2 separate regions of the Mus musculus genome follow, and region 1 is linked to region 2. A link is a contact called in public HiChIP or PLAC-seq data. All regions are on one chromosome and are shown on one strand. The core of a region is the stretch at or near the end of the contact, and the rest is flanking DNA. Distances in the headings are between cores, read along the strand shown.

Region 1 (6,645 bases), core at 451-2,950, 40 kb before region 2:
TGGCTTCTTATTGCTGGGGTGTGGTCGCATTATCTGGGCTCTGATGAAACAGATGGGCCCATGCAAAGCTTTGCTGGAAACCGGACCCCATATCTGGGATAAGAACAAGCATCCATGTGGTAGTCAGGGACCAAGGTCGAACTAGTGTGGCACTGAGCAACAGCTAAAGACGTGATCCCGACAGCATCTTCCTGCTCTTGGACTGTAAGTTGGGCAATTCTGCTATGTTGTTGTGAGAGCCACTTAGGATGCTCAGTTCATGGTCCATCCATGATTCTGAGAGTCCTATTCTTTGGTACCATTCTTTACCTAAACCAGCTGGAGCAATTCCTCTGCATGCATACAAACCTTGCTAATATACAGACTTTCAGTCACTTTGTAAGTCACAGTGCCTTCTCATCAAACACAAGGCAGATATTCCTCAACTTACAATAGGGTTTAGTCCAATAAGCCTATTGCAAGCTGAAAATATCACATTGAAAAATGTGTCAAACATATCTAAACTACAAAACACAACAGAGCCCGGCCTGCCTTCAGGGTGCTTGAGACACTGAAAGCCAGCAGCCTGCAGAAGAACAATTAACAGTCCTGGATTGTGTATTGGTAGCCTAGGAAAAGATCAAATTTCAAAATCTAAAGTATTGTTTCTACTGAAATTCTATCACTTTTATTCTATAGCAAAGTGAAAAAATTAAAAAAAAAATCACTGTAAGTCAGGGGTGATTGGTCTTCTCTGGAAGCCCGGCATGCTAAGTAGGTTGGTCACTCTAATATGGGTTACTCCTCTGCAATCTAGAACTCTAGGACTCCAGGGACTTCCCTTTTACCAGGAGGTACAATTTCCTCAGTGAGGCTATTAAAGAGGGTTCATCATGAGTGCGCCCAGGATATATATAATTTGGGCTAGGGTTTGGGGAAGGGCTTTATCTCATCATGTTAACAAATTCCTCTTGTTTGTTAAGTACACCTACTTAAGTTTCCCATAGCCATTTGCTTACTTTATTCTTCCATGCATGTCCATCATAGGTACCCACCAGGAAGACACCAATATATTCCTCAAGAAGCAGATCAATCATGGCCTCTGTGAACTTCTTATTGACGGGTGGCCATTTCAGGAGCCTCTCAGCACACATAGGCGTTCCCTTCCTCCATGTAGGTGTCCTCCCGTTATGACCCCAGCTAATCTGTGATTCTGATGAGGTACACATCTGGAATCAATACCCCAAAGTGATATTCCCAGGCTTTACCCTCCTTCTACCTACAATATCTGCTAGGGCTTCACACCAGATAAGCCTACCAAGGTGCCAATTAGCAAAGGGAATCTGAGATACCAAGGCAGGTTAAGAGAGTGTAGGGTTGAAGTAAGGCAAGCGTGGCTCTAGGGATGGTAGAATAAATGAGCCACTCAACAGCTCCTCACAGAAGTCAGTGAGGTTGAAAGGGAATGCGAACTTAGTTGAAGGATAGCCTGGGCAACTTCATTATGCCCCTATCTCCAAATCCAAAGGTGAAAAAAACAGGCCGGGGCTGTAGTTTGGCAGTAGGCCCTAGGTTGAAGTTCTTGTACTGCAAGAGAAAAATTACATGACGTGCTGTCATTGTCAATAGAGGAAGTATGTGATTCACCCTGCTGTGTAAGTCAGTCTCAAAGACAGAAGACACAAGTGGAAGTGGGATACAACTGTCCCTACATGTTCCCATGGAACTGATATAATTAAAAAGTACATATGACACACCCTTGACCTAACTCACGCACGGAAAGACCCAATCCTCAGTTGACGGAGGAATGAGAGAAGTTCTATTCTTGACTGATTTCCAATGAACAAGGAGGAACCTGAGGCAGAAGCAGAAGTGATGGGCCCTGTGAGGGCAGATTCTCACTCATCTATGTGCTGCTGATATTTAGGGGTGAGAAGCCTGGTCAGGCTGCAAACTCTGTCTATACAAGCCAAGATTTCAAGAACCCTGAAAGACCTGGAGTCTATCAAAGTGTCCCTTCTGACAGGAAGAATGGAAAGTTATTGCTAATAGGGTCTGGATTCCACCTGCACAGGGTAGTAAATTACTGAGGGACACAGCACTCAGCTATTGTGTCTGCAGAGACATCACAATGAACTCACAGGATGAAAGGCCAGTAAGGATTCCAGAGGCACCAGTAGACTCCAACCAGTTCAGTGGATCAGATGGATAATTTCTAGAAAAGAAACACCCAGAAAAGGGGAATCTTATCTAATTAAAACCAAACCAAAACCATAAACAAAAACAAAAACCAAGGCTCAGTAAAAGTAAAGGGATTTTTGTAAATATGCTTTTGGCCCATGGTAACATCAACAGAAGCAGCAGGAAAAGCAAATCAAAACACTTTGCTCATTAGAGTGTCTAATTTACGTAAGAGGATCAAATAAATATGGTAAGACTGGAAAGGAAGCCAGCTTTACTACGTAGGCTGAATTCTAAGGTCACTGGGGCAGTTGCAAGGGAGAAGCTGGACACTCCTTAGGCATTTCCGTAGCCTTTCTGGAGCGGTCAGAAGCCATGTTTGATATTAAAAAAGAAATCACATAAGCACTGTTTGTGATTGTCTCTAAGCGCTTGAAATAATTGAATTGGTGCTGGACAACAATGGGGCAGATGCTGGACTCTCAACCCAGGCTGAGGTAGGGGAATTGTGAGCTCAAGGTCAGCTTGGGTCACACAGTGAATCCCAGGCAAGTCAGCATTATTGAGAGATCCTATCTCAAAGAGAACCTCAAATAAACCCTGTGTCACAGAGAGCCAGATCTAAGTTTTAGGGAGCCTGACAATCCATTTTAGAGATCTGGTGTGAGAAAGAACCTAAAATCACCTATGTGACACAGTCACCTGCCTCAGGAAGGGAACCAAGAAGAAAAGAACCTGGATGCCATGTAAGTCTATACCCACCTCATCCATCTTGGCCATAATATTAGACAAACATGTTAGTAATGCAATCCACAAATAACAACTATACCTGACTCATCCTGAGAGATGTTCATGGTAAAGTAAGTCTGATGCGCTGGGTACATTTAAGCCCTAAGTTGGTAAGCCTAAACTCATCTCATGCTCAGCCAATGGGAAATGAGATTCTCCTTGATGAGGGTCTTAGAAACTCGAGTCTCTGCGGCAAGCTTAGTTTTCCAGGAAGGAAAGGGAGATGTCAACTGGGGACAGACCCAGTTACAGCCTAACATGGGTCCAACTTTTAAAGCATTATCACTAACTCAGCCAGTGCTCTGCAGCAGCCGTCAGAGCAGGGGTTCTCAACCTTCCTAATGCTGCCACCCTTTAGCACAGTTCCTCATGTTGTGGTAATTCCCAACCATAACATTATTCTTGTTGCTACTACTCTGTAACTGTAATTTTGCTACTATTTTGAATCATAATTTAGACATCGGTATTTCCTGATGGTTGTAGGTGACCCTTGTGAAAGGGTCGTTTGACTCCCAAAGGGCTTATGACCTTCAGTTTGAGAACAGCTGCCTTAGAGGGAGTGCAGAGATGCGCAAAGTAGGTCTCACCTCCATGCACCCACTTTCACTCAGAGGGGGTCAAATCACTCCCTAGGGTGAAACACAACCCTGACTCAGCCTTCAAATCTCAGTGTGCAGACATTTTGGTCTTCATCATGTTCATCACCTGTGAGCCCCAATGACAGGCAGATTCTTATTGTTTCTGTTGGATGAGAGCTAAAACAGAGAATCTTTGTCCCAGGAAATGATTGTGACTTAGAACAGCCATTCAGTGCCTCAGACTCCTCATTGAGAAAACGAATATTCAGCCTGTAGAACTGTTTTTAGAAGCATGATCTACTATATTGCTAGGCTAACATAAAAGTATGTAGGGCTGGAGAGTTGGCTCGGTGGTTAAGAGCAGAGGACAGAAATTCAGTTCCCAGCACCCACACCAGGTCGCTCACAATCTGTAATTCTAGCTCTAGACCTGAGCCTCTGTAGGCCCCTGAACTCCTGTACACATACTTACACATAATAAAAAGGTATTTGCTGGGCGTGGTAGCACACACCTTTAATCCCAGCACTTTGGAGGCAGAGGCAGGTGAATTTCTGGGTTCAAGGCCAGCCTGGTCTACAGAGTGAGTTCCAGGACAGCCAGGGCTACATAGAGAAACCCTGTCCCTAAATAAATAAATAAATAAATTTAAAAAAAGGTATTCCTTTTGGTATAGCATTGGAAATGTAAATGAGCTAAATACCTAATAAAAAATGGAAAAAAAAAAAAAAAAACCAAGACGTGGTTCTATACTTTCAGAACTTAATGTGTCAAGGTTTCGAGTTGGTGGTGTTTATCTCTTTGATTTTGAGATCTTACTACATGGCCCAGACTGGCCTAAAACTCAAAGGTCCTCCCCCTGAGCTCCTGAAGAGATGGGGCTCTACATGTGTGACATCATGCTTACTTTAATATCTACATAAATTTACTACATAAATTTAGCACACATTAAAAATCACGAATCAACACAACTAAGCCTCTGAAATTAATGCAATCACAGTATAAATTTATGGGTGATAATCCATGCCAACTGAGCTAAAAAGAAAAAAAAAAAAAAAAAGGTATTCATGCGGGTCTCTCAACAACTGGAGCAGGAAGTATCCCTGAATCTGTTGCCTGCCTGTAGATCTCATTCTCCTAACTGGGCTGCCTTGTCTAGCCTCAGGGGGAGAGAATGAGGCTAGTACTGAAGTGACTTGATGTGCTGAGGGTGGGGGTATGGATGTTGGGATAGAGGGAATGGAGGTGGGTAGTTTGTGGGGGAGAGAGGAGGGTGGAATAGGGGGAGGATCTGTGAGAGGGGGACTGGGGGGAAAGGGGGCTGATATTGGGATGTAAAGTAAATAAATAAATTAAAAAAATAAAAAATAAGTCCAAAACCCCAAAACAATAATAAAAGGCAAATCTAAAAAAGTCTGTTATCATCAGCTTCTTTTACGTAGTCCACTGCAGGGGGGTGGGGGGGTGAAATAATGGTAGCACATTAAATGCATACAAGTTCCTTGCAGGCTAAATTATAGTGTAAAATGTGAACTCTAACGTGCATGCTAAAGTGAGCAGGAAAGAGTGACCACAAATAACTAAAATGTGGCTGTGCCCATCCAAATCGATGTCTTGGTGCTTTACCATCGGGATTTACAAATGTGTAGGGCTTACCAGTGTGAGTCAGCAGGCTCCTGCTGCACTGTTGAGTAAGTCTCTCAGGGTCAGTGAAGAGGCCCCGCAGAGCTGTAAAACAGGATCAAGTTGTCACTGCTCTGGCTTTTGCATTCCTTAGTTCTGTAGCTCTCCAGATGAACATGGGATCTTTCATCAGTTCCATTGTATAGTTCCTGGGAACTCTCGCCATTTGGGGGATTCATTTACAAACATAACAAAATCTCATTTATAGGCTTTGAGAACCCACTGAAGAATGGTCAAATCTTTACAGGTCTCACTCCAAGCGTTAATAAGCCCGTCAACTTCTGCCACAACAACCCAACAGCGTTCCCAGTCTACCATGTCTTCAGGAAGCTCAGACCACTGAGCCACCTACAAAGAAAATATGCATGGGTCTATCCTAAGGGTGGATAGCCCGGAGAATGATTTCACAGGCTTGAAGATTTGGGAGACCATAACCCTACCTCACCTGTAAACATCCTTTAAGATTCTGCAGGAGAGAAATAAGCCAGGTCTAGTCCTTGTGGAGTGAATCCTTAGAAATTTACATTGCTGCTGCATTCATTTTGAAGATAAGCTTGGTTTTCCTCTACCAGAAGCAGGGCTCTGTCACCTTCAACACAAACTCTAGCCATTTACCTCCTTCTAGTTCCTCAATGTGGTTGATCCAGACATCTGCCTTCTATAAACCACCATCTGGAGACCACTTCCCTATGGGACAGTAAGATGCAACCCACTCGGTTCTTCTGACATTCTCCTCTATGGGTTTGCAGAGAGGCCAGAATGACAGTCTCTAAATCTCTGTGTGACCTCTTGGAATTCCTGTCTTCTTGCTCTGAACTCATTTATTGAAGCTGTCTCAGAAATGCTAGGCTAACACCCTGAAGACACTAGTCATCTCCCTCTCCCCCTCCCCCTCCCTCTCCCTCCCCCTCTCCCTCTCCCTCCCCCTCATGCATACATACTTACTACACTATGATATCCAGGTATGTAGCCTCCAGGCATAGTATGTACCCATACCTCCAGGTCCTATAAGTTGTACAGCCTTTATTTCCATATTGTCTCTTTCCTAATTATTGATTGGCTGTTATTCATTGCCATGACCCTAAATTTAAAAAAATCTACTTTTCTCATTTTCGGTTTAACCTTCCATCATTTAAGTACTAATGGGTGATGCCCACAATTCACTCATATGATCTAGGATCTACAACACATCTAGTAGTCAATGAGCGACGGCATTCACAAATACTGCGCTCCCCAGACACCTATGAGATCATTACTAAAACTGAGAGTGGTGACCTGGAATAGAGGGTGGGAAGTAGAAGTTATTTCACGAGAGACTTGACAAAGAAGTAACCTCTAGGGTAAGCCTAGGTGGATGGACAGACTTTAGGTAGGAAGAAGAACCTGGGCGGGCAATGAGAGGTGAAGCTATGCTCTGGGGAAACCACAGATCCAATG
Region 2 (7,146 bases), core at 1,679-4,178:
CATTCATGTTGACTCTTGAATAAACTATCTCTTATTTTCTTTGAGAATTGAATTTTGTATCAATATACTCAAGAATGGTCAGGATTTGTTGTTGTTGTTGTTGTTGTTTTTGTTTTGTTTTTTTTGGGGGGTTTTTGTTTGTTTGTTTGTTTTTTGAGACAGGGTCTCACTCACTATGTAGCTCTGGATGTCTTGGAACTCACTATGCAGACCACATTGACCTTGAACTCACAGAGATCCACCTGCCCCTGGATCCCAAGTACTGGAATTAAAGGCATTTGTCAGTACACCTGATTCTTAGGGATTTTTCAATCATTTCTAATTCCATCTTTATAAGTAAAGAAATAGAATAAGAAATTTATTTGTTTGCTCAGTTTAACCAGTACCCCAGTTGTCTCTGTTCAGACTCTATGCTGGACACTACAAGAACACAAATGGAGTTCTGTTTTAGACATGGGCCATTTCCCAGGGACATAAAAGATGGGTGCTGTTTTGGCTGGGGTATGGTGGGGAAAGGCATTTCACATAGTCAGAACAGGTTGGCTAAGAGAGGGTGTGGCTGGAAAGAAAAACAAAAGTACTGTCTGCTGCCAGTCAGCCCCAGGAACCTGGCTGGGGATTACCATGGAAAGATAAGCCAGATGGGGACTGGGCAAATGACTGCACATCTACACTGATCACTGACAATCTGATCCGGATAGGGCACTAGAGGCAGAAGAAATACTTAGGTCACGTGACAGGGGCCTGAACCTACTGACTCAACCTAGAGAATGGAAGCTATAGCCAACTGCTCCAGACCCGAGGAGAAGGGGACAGATGTGGTTTTCAGGAGGAGGTGTGAGGCAAGGGGATAATTTATTACATTTGGGGAAAGGTGAGTTGAACTTGAAAAGCCCAACATTGGTTGAAAAATTACTGGAAACAAATGGCTAATTCTGTCAGAATAAAAAATTCTCTACCCTAAAACTCATATCCTCAAATAGATAATGAAGGGAGAAAAGAAAACTATCCAACCCTTCCTAGGTCATAAGGCCTGGGATCTAGATATGAGATACAGGCACTCTGACCTACTGACCTACTGGCCTCATTAAGTCTGGAGGGACTGGTGTCAGTGTGGGCAACCATTTCGTTTTTGAATGAGCCGACTGTGGCTCCATGGAAGATCTAGACTGAGGCACCCAAGAGATGGCTGTGGAATCACAATCTATTGATAACACTGTATCCAGAAAATGGAACATTAACAATGAGGAAGCTAAAGGTCAAAAGAGTCCAGGCCACTCTCTGACATTCTGCTCAGAAATTCTGGGTGCCGCTCTTAATAAGACTGTGATAAACCTGAACCATCCAAAAGTGTACAGAAACAAAAGATGTGGCCATATTTAGAAAAACAGGTTTGATAGCTACTGAAATGGTTTGTTTCAAAAAAGAAAAAAAAAGGTTCCTTTCTCATTGAAATGGAATTATTCTTGGTCTGTAACATGAAGAGGTTTGTCTGGGACCAAGAGATTGAAATTGGAGGAGGGGCAATTTGAGACTGGAGGTGAGGAATCCTGTGCCAGCACTTAAGATGGAAGAGATTTCTTTCTCATCAAAGATAAAAGTGGAGACTGGACCTCAGCACCAGAGGATGCTACAGGCAGAATGAAGTGAATGAGAAGGACATGACGACTTAGGTCAAATGTCCCTGTCACTCTGGTGACCCCGCAGGAGAAAACAGATTGGAGCAATAGACAAAAGGTGACAAAGACATTTTCAGAGAGCAGGCCACTGAAACCCCAGGGAAGATGTCTGAAGGTACAGGTGTTGGTATGAGGAAATCAGCTAGTTGTAATTATCTAGCTTTATAGCAGGTGTTAATCACTGGTAAGGTAAAACCAACGTTGAGTGGCAAGCAGGGATCCCACCAGGACCGGGAATAGGGGTCATTTACATAATATTTCGATCAAGAAGCTGCCTTAATTATGCCTGCGTCCTTAGAACAAGAGTGAAATGGAATGTAAAAGTTACACACTAACTTATTTAGCAGAAGTAAGTTGAAGCCAAGAGGGCATTCAGACGGCGCTGAGAGAGCAAGTGAGATTATTAAAGCAATTAATGCCACAGAACCCCCTGCACTGTCCTGAGACAAGGCAAAAGGAGTCCGGAGGGCAAAGCTCTACCCATCGGAGGCTCCATCCTGTGAGGATGCCTAACTTGAAGGGGTTCCCTGGGCCTCAGAGGCAACTTGCTCAGGGAAGTGTTTCCTTGGGATTAGCACGCTGGTTGCATCTAAAGTTGGCAGCAAAACTTGCCAGCACTGCCCACATGGGTAGTTACACAGTCTGCTTTCCTAAGGGACCTTTGAGACAATTTCCTGGCAGTTATTCTTGTCTCTAATCTCAACGCTGTCCCGACTCTAGGCTCCAGACAGGTGTGCATGCCTCTGAGAAGCCCCAAGGCACAGTGGCCAGGGTTCACATCTGCTGGGTCATCATATCCATCTGCACCAAGCCACATTCTAAAGAACATACGATTAAGGACCCGCCTAGAACCAAGTTCCATTTCCCTAGCTGCTGGAAGATCTACATCTCAAAGAGGCGGGGCTTCACTAAGTTTAATGTAGATGAATTTGAAGACGAGGCGGCTGAGAAGTGGTTTGTTCCAGCAAGCTATGGAGTCAAAGATGTCCTCAACTGCAGCCTCTTGGAGAAGTGGTGGGCCCTGCATAACCAAGGGCTTCTACTATGCTCACCTATACCCTACCGAATTTTGTTCAGTAGTAAATCTCACATCCAGTCTGGAAGAAACCAATCAGTCATACCTCTGTGCAATGTACTACAGATTCCTGCATCCTTTCACCTTTGTCTCAGGCATGGACGTAGTGAATGGTTCTAACAATCTGTCCCACATCTTTTGCCAAAAGCCATGGAGAGTTAAACCTTCCCAGCTACAAAACAGAAAGACAAAAGGAAAAGGAAGTCATTTAAAAATATCTCAATTCTTCTTCAGGGGAAAGGTTAGTTTATAAGCCAAGTCAAAGAAGGACATAATTCTTCTCCAAAATCGACATGTTCTGTACTGTCAGCTTCTTCGAGAACTGTCCAAAACAAAAAACGAACATAAAAGGTTGTTAAGTAAAGCTGCTGTTTTTCTCTGGAACTCGTTTTTATTCCTTAAGGATTTATTCATCCTAATTATCCATTGTTGTGTAATAAGACCACAAGACTCGGTGGCTTAAAACAATACTCATTTCCTTATTGCCATGGTTTCTCAGGGTCTGGAATTCCAGAAGAATTTAGCAGAGCAGTTCTGGCTGAGAGTGTCGGATGAGGCCATGGCCAGATGGTAGCTGGAGTTAGAATGTGGGGTTGGGGGGTGAGAGGAGGCATGGCCTGGCAGCTGGCAAGCAGTAGGTCGCTTCTCCATGTAGCTCGGACTTTGTCATCGGCCTCTCTGGCTAAGGTTGGCTTCCTCATAGCATGGTGGCCTCGGAACAACCTAACTGCTTAGAGGATGCAGCTCACAGATGTAAGAAGAATGAACCAGGAAGCAGAAGGGACATCACTGGATCTTTTCCTTTTCAATTTATCCTCAGAAGAAATGTGGCAAAATTCCTCTTCCATCCTAGCAGGTACAAGTAGACACAAAGCCCCATAGGCTTGAGGGGCAATAGCTAAGACTTTTCATCTTGATGGGCCAGTGGCCAGGAGAACACCTAGGCTGGATGGTGGCTGCTGTTCAACTCTATTGGAAAACTACTCTCGGCCCCACAGCCCAAGGTTAACAACAACTGCAAAGTCCCACATACAAGAGGACTATAAATCCACTCTCATTTTTCCTTTCTAAGTCCATTATTATCATCACCATTTTATGTGTCTGAGTGTTTTGCCTGCATGTATGTCTGTGCAGCACTTGCATGTTGGACACTTGGGGAGGACCTTACACGCCCTGGAACTGGAATTACAGATGGTTGTGAACTGCTCCCTGGGTGCTGGGAATCAAACCTGGATCCTCTGAAAGAGAATTTAACCACAGAGTTCTCTCTGTAGCCTCCCTTGGGGGGGGGGGGGGGAAAGATTGATATTGTGTGTGTGTGTTTACACCTAAGAGATGATAACAACATTTATGATGGGAAATGCTTTGACTTTCAAACTCTATTTTCTTCAGGCTGTAGCTCTGCTTAGTACACTTCTGCTTCCTGGGTTTGCACCACATTTCTTTTCTGACCATTAGTTAGATCCGGTGCAAGCAAGGGCAGCGCCTGGGTGGCTGACTGGGTTTCCTGATTCAAGCACGCCCTCTAGTGTTAAAATGGTGTCATTTCTTTATCAGTTGGGTCTGCTCTCAGGGTCGTCTGCCCTCTGTTGGGATGCCCTTTGCTTTCTTCAGGATCCTCCATTTTATCTCTTTTGCTGACTTTCTCAACATCACAAAGTTTCCAGAGGCAAGTGTTCCTAGCACCCTCCATCTCTCCCAGAGTCCCCTTCCTCAGGATGAGACTCATCTTTGACAGTTGGTGTAGCCTGTGCTGTCTCGCCCAGCCTCTGCACACTCGTGTCCTCCACTCAATGCTCCCACAGGCTTCTGAGCCTGCCAGGTCTCACCTGGGCTCCTAGCTGGACTCAAACAGGGGATCTGAAGTTTGTAGAATTCTGTTTCTTCACAATGCTGAGGGGGGTATATAAATGATTACAATATTTGCTCTCTTTCTAGATCAAGGTGACATAGGCCATACTTCTACTCCAACTCAGAGTTTTATACGCCAAAATAATAAAAATGCCATTTAATGCACTTAAGAATATCATTACCCCAAGCCTATTTGCTCAACACTATACAAGTATTTCTTAGTTTGGCATCCTTAGGAACCTTAGGCAGGTCCCAGGGCCCTACAAGTTACCAAAACTCACATTGCCAAAACTCTTACATAAATGCTGCCCTCCATATAATCTATACATTCTCCTGTGCAACTTACACCACCTCTAGAGGATTTAGAACTGATACAATACAACACTGACACAATACAACACTGATACAATACAACACTGATACAATACAACACTGATACAATTCAACACTGATACAATACAACACTGATACAATACAACACTGATACAACACAACACTGATACAATACAACACTGATACAATACAACACTGATACAATACAACACTACATGACCAGTTACTATGCTCTGCTGCTTAGGGGAAAATCAGAACTCCATGCACATTCAATAAAGACCTCTTTTTCTTTTTAATGCATTTTTAATTATTTTATGTGCCTGGGTGTTTTGACTGCATTTATGTCTGTGCAAGACCCTCAGAAACCAAAAGAGGGTGTCAGGTCCCCTGGAACTGGAGTTACAGATGGTTGTGAACTGGCCATGCTGGTACTGGAAGTCAAACTCTGGCCCTCTGTGAGAGCAGTCAATGCTCTTAACCACTGAGCCATCTCTCTAATATCAAATATTTTCTATCCAAAGTTATTCAAATTATTAGATCCAAGTAAAACTGGCCAGTATGGAGAGTCAACTGTACAGTAATATATATATATAAGGTTCTAAATAAGTAACTTTTTATAATAACGCACATTCGTGTGTATGTGTACAGAATTGTTTAAAATCCTTTCTGACCACTAAAGCATACTGAAAGCCAAAATTCTTTAATTTCACCAGCCATTGCCAAGACAGAGAACAGTCCTGTCTCAAAAGTGGAATCCCTTGAAGGCATCTTTTTTTTTCCCCTGGAATAAAAAATCGAAGGCTAAAGGAGTTAACAGGAGTCCTACATCTGACTTTCAAACTCTCTTTGAAAAAGGAGACATTTGTAAATGTTGAACATAGCTAACTAGGGCCATATGGCTCAGACACAAGACAGCATGTCATGAGTTAACCTGGAGCCTCAGCCCCACAGCAAACAATGTGGATGAGACTGTGTCACACTGCCAGTATCTGCATTTGTCCCTGGCTCTTTCAGTGGGTCCGAAGTACCTGGCATCACCCCGCCCCGCCCTCCACCTCCAATAGCCTTCATCTTATGACTGAGGGAGATGGTCCATGAAGACCATCTCCACACTCTCCCAGTCTCAGATGAGCAGGACGTGGTTCTCATGATTCACAACCTCCTCCCCAAGACCACTTCCCTCCTATCTCACATCAACATCCCCAAGGGCTCCTGGAATCCATCCCTATGTAAACCACTTCCTACTATCCTTGTTCAGGGTTGCTTCGAGAGGGGACTTGGATGAAGACAGCTCTCATTTGGACCCTTGCCTCTAGCCTCCCAGATCCTCACTTGGACTGAAATCCCTAAGGGCAGAGGTAGCAAGATAGATGTCAAACTGGAAACCCATCCAAACTGGGCAAGAACAAGACTCAGCTTTGGATGTGAAGCCCAAAGACTTGGAGTCCCAGGGAAGGTCCTCAGAAAGTCCTGGTGGAGAGCCTCTATGAGCAATGGTCAAGATGAACAGGTCCTCGGGTGGGGTAGGGGCGGTGAGGTGAGGGGCTTTGCAGTCTGTGGGCAAAAGCTCGATAACGGCACCTTCTCTGGAAATGCATATTGAATGAATTGAAAGATGGAGGGTTTCATTTGAGAAAGACACATTATTGGAAATCCAGTTAAACACAGAAAATGTTTTTCAGGTACAACTCTAATGTCATTTGTTGTGCTCTGATGTGACAGAACAAGGGCACCAGGACAGGTGGGAGCTGCGTTCTGCAGAAGCTCGGCTGGAATGGGCCATCTTGAAAGGGAACCTGTTGTTGAACACGGATGTGCACTGGGGGCCTAAGAGCCAGGAACAGTAACAAGTCAGGGTGCCTGGAGACAACCTGTCGCATGGTCAGAGGGAAGACAGCATGGAAGGCAACCACCGAGGGGAAGAAGGCTGGATACAGACATCCTGAGGAGCTAAAGCAACGGGACAGAGGATCATCTCAGAGAGAGAAGGGTGCACTAGGTAGTAGCCCTGTCTTCAGAGCTTAGCGCCTGTCACCTGAGGATAACTGCAAAGTCCTGACAGTCAAGAGTCTGAGGTCAACAAGTACCCCATTTTCTAGTGCTACCCACTGGAGATAGAGTTTCCTGCCATTGGGACTGAGAACTCTAAAATCCCCGGGGAAAGCTAGGAACAGAAATAATCTACCTTAATATAATAAAACCACAGTA

The links. HiChIP or PLAC-seq counts read pairs in DNA pulled down with a chosen protein or histone mark.
Region 1: a contact with region 2 is called in an H3K27ac HiChIP or PLAC-seq map of microglia, with 4 times the contacts expected there. The contact joins the enhancer-like site here to the promoter of BC039771 in region 2. A contact is called at or near these places in 4 of 484 Hi-C or Micro-C datasets (forebrain, macrophages and nephron progenitors), 2 of 115 datasets of contacts at active chromatin or transcription factors (embryonic stem cells and microglia) and 3 of 9 other capture datasets (adipose tissue, liver and pancreatic islet).

The regions. Positions count from the first base shown.
Region 1 is chr2:145,735,991-145,742,635 of GRCm38.p6, reverse strand. It overlaps BC039771 (cDNA sequence BC039771), which reads right to left. Exons shown (of 4, transcript NR_033220.1): 3 at 5,182-5,253. Among named protein-coding and RNA genes, the nearest start is that of Gm34513, 15 kb to the right of the region's middle. Within about 2 kb of position 1,700, at least 25 of the 459 cell types and tissues checked have an H3K27ac peak or open chromatin away from gene starts, as enhancers often do. A contact at or near this core is called in macrophages and microglia, where this site is marked.
Region 2 is chr2:145,696,977-145,704,122 of GRCm38.p6, reverse strand. BC039771 (cDNA sequence BC039771) reads right to left here and starts at 2,928. Exons shown (of 4, transcript NR_033220.1): 1 at 2,801-2,928.